2 separate regions of the Mus musculus genome follow, and region 2 is linked to region 1. Evidence: chromatin contacts called from public HiChIP or PLAC-seq data. All regions are on one chromosome and are shown on one strand. Each heading gives the region's core, a stretch centred on a gene start, on an enhancer-like site or on the middle of the called end of the contact. The rest is flanking DNA. Distances are from core to core; before and after follow the strand shown. Region 1 has its middle 19 kb from the start of Izumo1r. Region 2 overlaps Panx1 (pannexin 1).

Region 1 (3,640 bases), core at 632-3,131:
GACTGGGCAGTCCTGGGTTCCTTCCTAGCAAAGAAATCTCCAGGGTAGGTATTGGGAGGGTTAGGAAGAGGCTGGGTGGTGACAGATCAGAAAGCATAGAGGGAAGGGAAACCTGGGGAGGACACATGGCTTGGGCAGTGGCCACCAAGTCATAGACGTCTTTCATGAGATCTTGTTATTCTGAGGGTGGGGTATCTTCTGTCTCCTCAGTCTTCAATCTGCCATTGAGAGGCAGGCCATCTTATTGGTCAGTGGGGTGGTATTAGACATTTCTAGCAAGTATCCAAATAGGCCTAGACTGGTTCTGTGAAAAAATACAAGTAAAACCCCTTCTAGTTGTAAGGAGGGAGTCTGGTCCCTTCCAAATTCCACCCAAGGGATCGTGCTATCCTACTAGGATGGGAGGAGTTATTCCTGGTATGTGGCAATAGAGGGAGACAGGAGGGTGTTTGGAACCTCTGTAAATGTCCAATATATTTAGGGTCATCACACATGGGAATGGCCAAAGTCCTAACTATAAAATCAGAGGAGGGTACTAAGCAGGGCTCTCCCTCTCTGCATCAGGACAGCACAATGCTTTAACAGTTTATTATAAAAGCAAACATTCCCTTACCACTCAGTCCAGCAATTGGACTCCCTGGCATTTACCCAGAAGATTTGCATTTTGTTTCTACAGAAACATGCAAATGAAGTTTATGAAAATGTATTCATGATTGGCAATGATGGGGAGAGGTCTTTCACGGGGTGACTAGTGGAGAAATGGGGCACATCCATGTGCGATGGTGGAATATTATTCAGTGATGAAAAGAAATGAGTTGCTAAGCCAGAAAAGGTCATGGAATGGGTCTGGAGAGGTGACCCAGTGCTTGAGAATACTGGCTGCTTTTGCAGAGGACACTGGTTCCATTTCCAGCATCCACTTGGCAGCTTACAACCAGTAACTGCAGTTCTTGAGGACACTGAGACCCACGGGTCATGTGCACACATGGTACTCACAAATACAGCCAGGCCATACATAAAATAAAGTAATAATTTTTTAAAAGAGGAAAAGACATGGAGGAAAATTTAATGGATATCATTGCATGAAAGAGAGAAACCTGGAAAGGTCAAACAGTATGACTTCAAGAATTTGACATTCTGAAATAGGTCTAGCTATGGAGTCTGTAAAAAGATCAGTGGTTTATATGCATTGTTAGTTAGGAAGGTATAAAAGGAAATGGGCTTTTACGGCAGTGAAGCTATTCCACATGATACTATAGCAGTACATATATATTATATATATGGTTCAAACCCATAGAATGTAGACCAAGAATAAAGCCTAGTGAAAGCTATGGTCTTAAGGAGGGGATGGCATGTCTATGCAGGCTCATCAACTCAGGCAAAAGAACTGTATAGACTGGGATGCTGATGGTGTTGGAGTCTGTGCATGTGTGGGTACAGTTGAGGCATGAAGGATCTTTATATTTTCCTATAATCTAAAATTACTCTGGAAAAGAACATCTAAAAACCTATATATAAACCTAAGCTTACTAATGGCTCTTCCTCAACGTCCTCGGTTTTTTGTTTATTTTTGTTTTTGTTTTTTAACCTGTTTCTCAAACTTTCTTCACTTCCCACTTTTTTTGGGGGGGGTTAAATGGTCTTTGTAAGTGATGTTCAAGTAGCCTGCTCTGGCTGACACAACACCAAACAGCTCAGGCGAGGCCGGAAGTCTCAGTGGAAGCTGTCAGAGCTGATGTCTGATGAGGCCTCTCTTCCTGGCTTTCAGTACTTTCGTCCTCACGTGACCTTTCTTGAATGAGACTGCATCTCCTCCTATGAGGACACTAGCCCTTCCTATTTATGGCTTACCTCATGACTTCATTCAAAATAACTATGTCCCTAAAGCCTCATCACCCAACAGTCACCCTGGAAGTGAGGACTGCAACAAATGAAGTTGTGAGTGTCATAACTCAGCTGAAAGCAATGTGCTTATAAACAATTTGTTGAATGTTTCCCTTCTGTTCAGCATGTTTCCATCACGTGCTTTGAAATTATGTGCAAATGGCTTCTATGCTGACTTCCAAGAAGAAGCCAGTGTATGGTTGGCCAGCCTGACTTAAAATGGGGAATGCCACTAAGGTCTCTAACTTGTAATGTTGACAAGGCATTCAATCTAGGCAGAAAGAAGTCATGAGAGATTTGATGGGATCACTACTGAGTTCTCATTCAGCTTCAATGCACATTTTAAGGAGAAAAAATAATCAAAAAGAAATAAAAATTAAGTTGCATACAGGAAGTATGCCTTTTGAGGAAGTATGATTTGGAGGGCAACCAGGGGGCAGTGTGGAGGTTTGTCAAAGGCTTTGGAGTAGCATTCACAAATGTCAAGGATCTACTGTCTCATGTCAGAGAGACAGGGCAGTGTGTTTTTCCTTCCTTTGAAGGTAAAATAATGAAAAATTCATAATGAAAATTCATTTATGAGTAGTTGGCTCTAGATCCACCCAGCACTAGAAATATCTGAAGGGCATGGACTGTGATGTCACCTTCAAACCATAGCATGTGGGGGGAAAATGCAGGAATACAAAAATCATACACACAGGGAGCCAGCCACCAGGAAAGCATGAGACCACTTTTCACAAATTTTCTGTGAGGGAAAATGATTTTTGGGCAATGAATAATTTGTGTTACTCAAAAATATACATTATTTATAATAATTGTAAATTTATCTTGGAGGTGAACAGTGAGTTTCTGTTGCCAAAGAATTGAGAGAAAAGGGGAGCTGCTTTTGATGAAGATGGAGATGTAAAGATTTAAAATAACACTTTATTTCATTTCTTTAATCTTTTCCAACTAAACTCAATAGGAAACAATGAATTGAAATTATAGCAAGAAGCAATTGTGTTCTTCAGAAAGGAGATCTTTTTAGAACAGTGTGGGATAAAGCTGGAACTGCTTCCTCAGGGAGACTAAATACTCTTTGTCCTTGGAGGAGCACTCTCTGCCCTTGGAGGAGCACTCTCTGTCCTTGGAGGTGCTCTTCTGGGAAGGAGGACTCAGTGGAGAGGCAAAGGCTGGTTGCTTCCTGTGTCTCAGAAGCTAAGAAAGGCAGGAGGTTGCAGGGGTGGGTATCCTAGCTCTGGTAGGGCCAGATAACAGGAGGCTCAACTCTGTCTCAGCCTGTTCCAGCCTATATGCAACCAAATGGTGTTCTCTGAGTCCCAGTGTCATTATCTGCAATCCAGGGTTGCTGAAGGATCAAATAGAGCTGATGAAGTGCTTGCATTATGGCAGTGGTAGTTCTATAAACGGTAGTCTCATTGATAGAAGACCCTTGACTTTGTTCAGAAAAGAAAGTGAGTAAACATTAAAGAAGCCAGCTGTGCCTAGCACTGTTACCCTCCTCCCCCCCCCCCCCCACACACACACACCTCTGCTCGACATTGGTTATTTGGCTTCGTTATTGTGACCCAACACCAGACAAGAAGCAGCTTAATGAAGTAAGGGTTTATTTGGGCTCATGACTTGAGAAGGCAGAGTCCATCTTGGTGAAGGAGGCATGGTACAGGAGCAAAACATTCAACAGTCTCAGAAGGTTGAGATGGCTGGTTACATTGTATCAACAGTCAGAAAGAAGAGAGCAGACAGCACATGGGTG
Region 2 (3,684 bases), core at 459-2,958, 130 kb after region 1:
ACTAAGAGCCTCAGAGACCAAGGTCCTCTGCAGACCAGAGCCTGCTCTTAAACAGTGAGCCATCTTGACTGTAAGCCCTGCTCATTTCCGGGACTCTCACAATCAAATCCCACACACTGCAAGGCCGTGGACAATGAGTCTTTTCTCTGACTGTTCTGTAGGCCAGTCCTACAGAACTCCCTCCGAAGGCCCTGGGGAGGCCACCTCCCCCACAAGTGTCCCCACATTCTCTCCCCTTGACGTGTGTCTATGTGCAATTTTTCTCCTCGTAAGAGGACACCATCAGCTCCAGGGTTGGTCCTCATAACTCACGACTGAATCTCTAACAAACTGTTCAACTCAAGTCATACTCTCAGTATACAGGGTTAAGATGGCAACATAATCTTGGGTGACAAAATTCAACCCCTGCCACCACACCCATGTCCTTCATCTTGGTCTCTGCCCCAGAATAGCCCTGGAAGCATCTGGCTCACCCTACTGTACTGACAAGCTTATATGTACAGGATAATCTGCCCTTTACTCCTGCCTCTCAGTGCCACTGCTCCCCAGAGTCTGTCCTCAGTAGCTTTGACTGTCAGCTTGACACAGCCTATAGTCACCTGGTGGGGAGCCTCGGATGAATTCACTTAGAGTGGCCTGGAGGTGTGTCTCAGGGGCAGGGGCTGTCACTATTACTAACTGATAGGAGGAAGTAGCCTATTGCAGGCAGCACCACTCCCTGGGCAGCTGGTGCTGAGCTGTGTAAGAAAGCTAGGTAAGTATGAGCCTGAGTGTGAACCAGAGTGTGAGCCAGAATGTGAGCCTGAGTGCGAGCCCGAGTGCGAGCCTCAGTGAGAGCCTAAGTGCGAGCCAGAGTGAGAGCCTGAGTGCGAGCATGAGTGCGAGCCAGAGTGCGAGTCTGAGTGAGAGCCTGAGTGTGAGCCTAAGTGCAAGCCTGAGTGCGAGCCTGAGTGTGGGCCTGAGTGTGAGCCTGAGTGAGAGCCTGAGTGTGAGCCTAAGTGCAAGCCTGAGTGCGAGCCTGAGTGTGAGCCAGAGTGTGGGCCTGAGTGTGAGCCTGAGTGTGAGCCAGAGTGTGGGCCTGAGTGCAAGCCAGAGTGTGAGCCAGAGTGTGGGCCTGAGTGCAAGCCAGAGTGTGAGCCAGAGTGTGAGCCTGAGTGTGAGCCAGCAAGCAATGTTCCTGGTCTCTGCCCTCATTTCCTTCAGTGGTGGATTACGACCTGCACATGAACCACATGAACCCTTTCCTCTCCATGTTGCTTTTCCTCAGTATCTTATCACAGGGACAGAAAGGAACTAAAGAGACACCATCCCTTCTACACCCTCGGTCTCACAGCTTCCACACATCACCCTGACAGGTGCCCCGAGTGGGCGCCACCAGACTAGACTGCTGTTCCTCAGACAGTGTGAGCCTGCACACCAGTGTGCCATTGTGGGGATTTCTACTCAGACCTGCAATTCCATGTCTAGTTTAGTTTCATTTCTGTTGCTGTGATAAAATACTTGGACAAATTTAATTTATAGGAGAAGTGGCTTATGTCAGCGCCCCAGACACCTGGCATGCTACCCCAGTGGTTGGTCAGCTGCTACCACAACACATAAGCATAAACACAGTGCCTGTCTTCCTGGGGTAGCTTTAACAGTGACTGTGTGGCTTTCAAGATCTCTTGGTGTCACCTTGTGATTGGCTGTGTGGTATCAAGCCCTGTGTGCTGTCGGCACGTTCCCTTCTCAGAAGCGCCCACATCCTTCCGCTTCTGTCCTGACCAGAGCCTTCCCTGAGCCTGACTGGTGGTCTCCACGCCTCTCCTCTCTGACACACTAGGCTCTCCCTGCTCCCCTCCTGCCGACCAGAACCCACCTCTGTAACTGGCGAGGCTTCCCCTGCCTCTCCTCTCACCACTAACCACCACCACGACTTGGCTCTGAGGACAGACTCTTAGAACCAAGCATACTGCCAGGCCCACGCAGCGGCTCCCACTGGTCCAGCATTTGCCATATGCCTGTTTGGCAGTCACAGATCCTACTCTCCATAACCCTGCTTCCATTCCACTGTGCCGTGGCCACCCTGCTTCCCAACAGGACGAAGCATCTCCGGGAAGTGCCTCACCCCACACTCCCAAGGCCAGTGGTTCTCAACCTTCCTGATGCTGCGACCAGTTTTACAGTTCCTCATGCCATGGTGACCTCCAACCATAAAATTATTTTGTTCCTACTGCATAACTGTTATGTGGCTACTGTTATGAATCATAATGTAAATATCTGCTATGCGACTCCCCCACAGGTTGAGAAGTGCTGCCCTAGGCAGTCCTGCTGGGTTGTTAGCTCAGCATCTCCATGTGGTCTCCAGCCTCTCAGCCACCTCGTTCTCGTGACTCACGGGACACAGTCTTCCTGGTCACACCCTTCCCTCCTGTCCACCCAGCTGTGTGTAAGGAAGGCACATTTTCTGAGAAGAACAGAGCCAGGTTTTTTGTTTCTGTTTTACCAATCACTACTTCTATACACTCACTCTTCACCCACAACCACCTGGCTGTCGCTTCACTAAAGCCCTGCAGCGGGAGCACTGAGGAATAACAGATCCAGTGAGTTGGGCTCCACTCGGAGAACAGCTGAGGGACAGGAGAACTCACGGCTCTGTCCCTGGGTTTCTGGGAAAACCATGCTTTATCTTTTCTGTCTCTCTTTCTAATTCAGTTCACCACCAGGGAGAATCTGAGAATCTGAGACGCATTCTGTGGCCCACTGCTGCCAAGCAGAGCATGAGGGCCCTCGATCAACATCAGCTAAAAGGAACTCCATGTCGCTGTCTGCAGCTAGGAAACCTGATTCCTCCAGCTCCCTGAGACAACCTCCATGTATCTCAGTTCCTCGAGCCCACTGGTAGTAGTGATGGGTCTGATCAAGACCTCCTACGGACATGTTTCTGTTGTGAGTTTTCTCTGGATTTTCCTCATTTGTGGTATGTCATATGTGTATAAATGCCAAACACCCTGCATAAAGAGCCAAAGAAAGCACACGGGTGATGCTCTAGACGATGTCCCTTTCCTCCAAGGGGGGGACTCAGCTTCACTCTGGCAAACATGTAACTTAGAGACATCGTCAATGTCCAAGTAGTCTCATTGTCCAGGCTCTGAAATGACTCAGACCAGTACTCTAGTCCCTGAAATGACTCAGACCAGTACTCTAACCTCTGGGAGGGAGGGAGGGAGGGAGGGAGGGAGGGAGGGAGGGAGGGAGGGAGCCCCTTACTCCCAGCTAAGCCTGAGGGTTGACCAGGCAGGTTTCTTCACTTTCTGTCCCCAGTCCTAGAGCCTGGTAAGAGCTGGGATACTCAGAACCGCCATAGCAAATGAGCTCAGCTCCAGAAAGAGCCTCAGACGCTCATCCCAGCAGGTCCCCTTGACTTGCAGACCTGGGTTCTGTTTGTGCAGCCCCAGACTACTCTATGACCCCAACATCTGGAAAAAAAAAACAAAAACAACTGAGGGTTTCTCTTGCTCCAGTGGTCTTGTGGCAGCTCAGGTCCCTGCCAACCCTTACCTTAAGCAATCCCTGCTACAATCTGAGGCTCAGCCAATGCCAACTCAGACTGGCCACAACTTGGCATTTCCACAATGACAATTTAACATGGACTTAAAACTACAGCAGCACAGACCGAGATTTACAAGGCTTCCTGTTTTCTGC

Evidence for each region. HiChIP or PLAC-seq counts read pairs in DNA pulled down with a chosen protein or histone mark.
Region 2: a contact with region 1 is called in an H3K27ac HiChIP or PLAC-seq map of the HPC-7 cell line, with 10 times the contacts expected there. The contact joins two enhancer-like sites. A contact is called at or near these places in 16 of 39 promoter capture datasets (the 3T3-L1 cell line, 3T3-L1-derived adipocytes, the C10 cell line and 10 more), 5 of 15 datasets of contacts at CTCF or cohesin (the NIH/3T3 cell line, embryonic stem cells, large pre-B cells and 1 more), 47 of 484 Hi-C or Micro-C datasets (the 63-12 cell line, B cells, CD4 T cells and 24 more), 12 of 115 datasets of contacts at active chromatin or transcription factors (CD8 T cells, DN3 thymocytes, the HPC-7 cell line and 6 more) and 4 of 9 other capture datasets (adipose tissue, embryonic stem cells, liver and 1 more).

Annotation. Positions count from the first base shown.
Region 1 is chr9:14,883,025-14,886,664 of GRCm38.p6, forward strand. It overlaps a transcript of Izumo1r not described here. Among named protein-coding and RNA genes, the nearest start is that of Izumo1r, 19 kb to the right of the region's middle. Within about 2 kb of position 1,882, at least 30 of the 459 cell types and tissues checked have an H3K27ac peak or open chromatin away from gene starts, as enhancers often do. A contact at or near this core is called in CD8 T cells, the HPC-7 cell line, Th1 cells and 5 more, where this site is marked.
Region 2 is chr9:15,016,608-15,020,291 of GRCm38.p6, forward strand. The region is part of intron 2 of Panx1 (pannexin 1); the gene reads right to left. Among named protein-coding and RNA genes, the nearest start is that of Panx1, 27 kb to the right of the region's middle. Within about 2 kb of position 1,709, at least 138 of the 459 cell types and tissues checked have an H3K27ac peak or open chromatin away from gene starts, as enhancers often do. A contact at or near this core is called in CD8 T cells, the HPC-7 cell line, Th1 cells and 5 more, where this site is marked.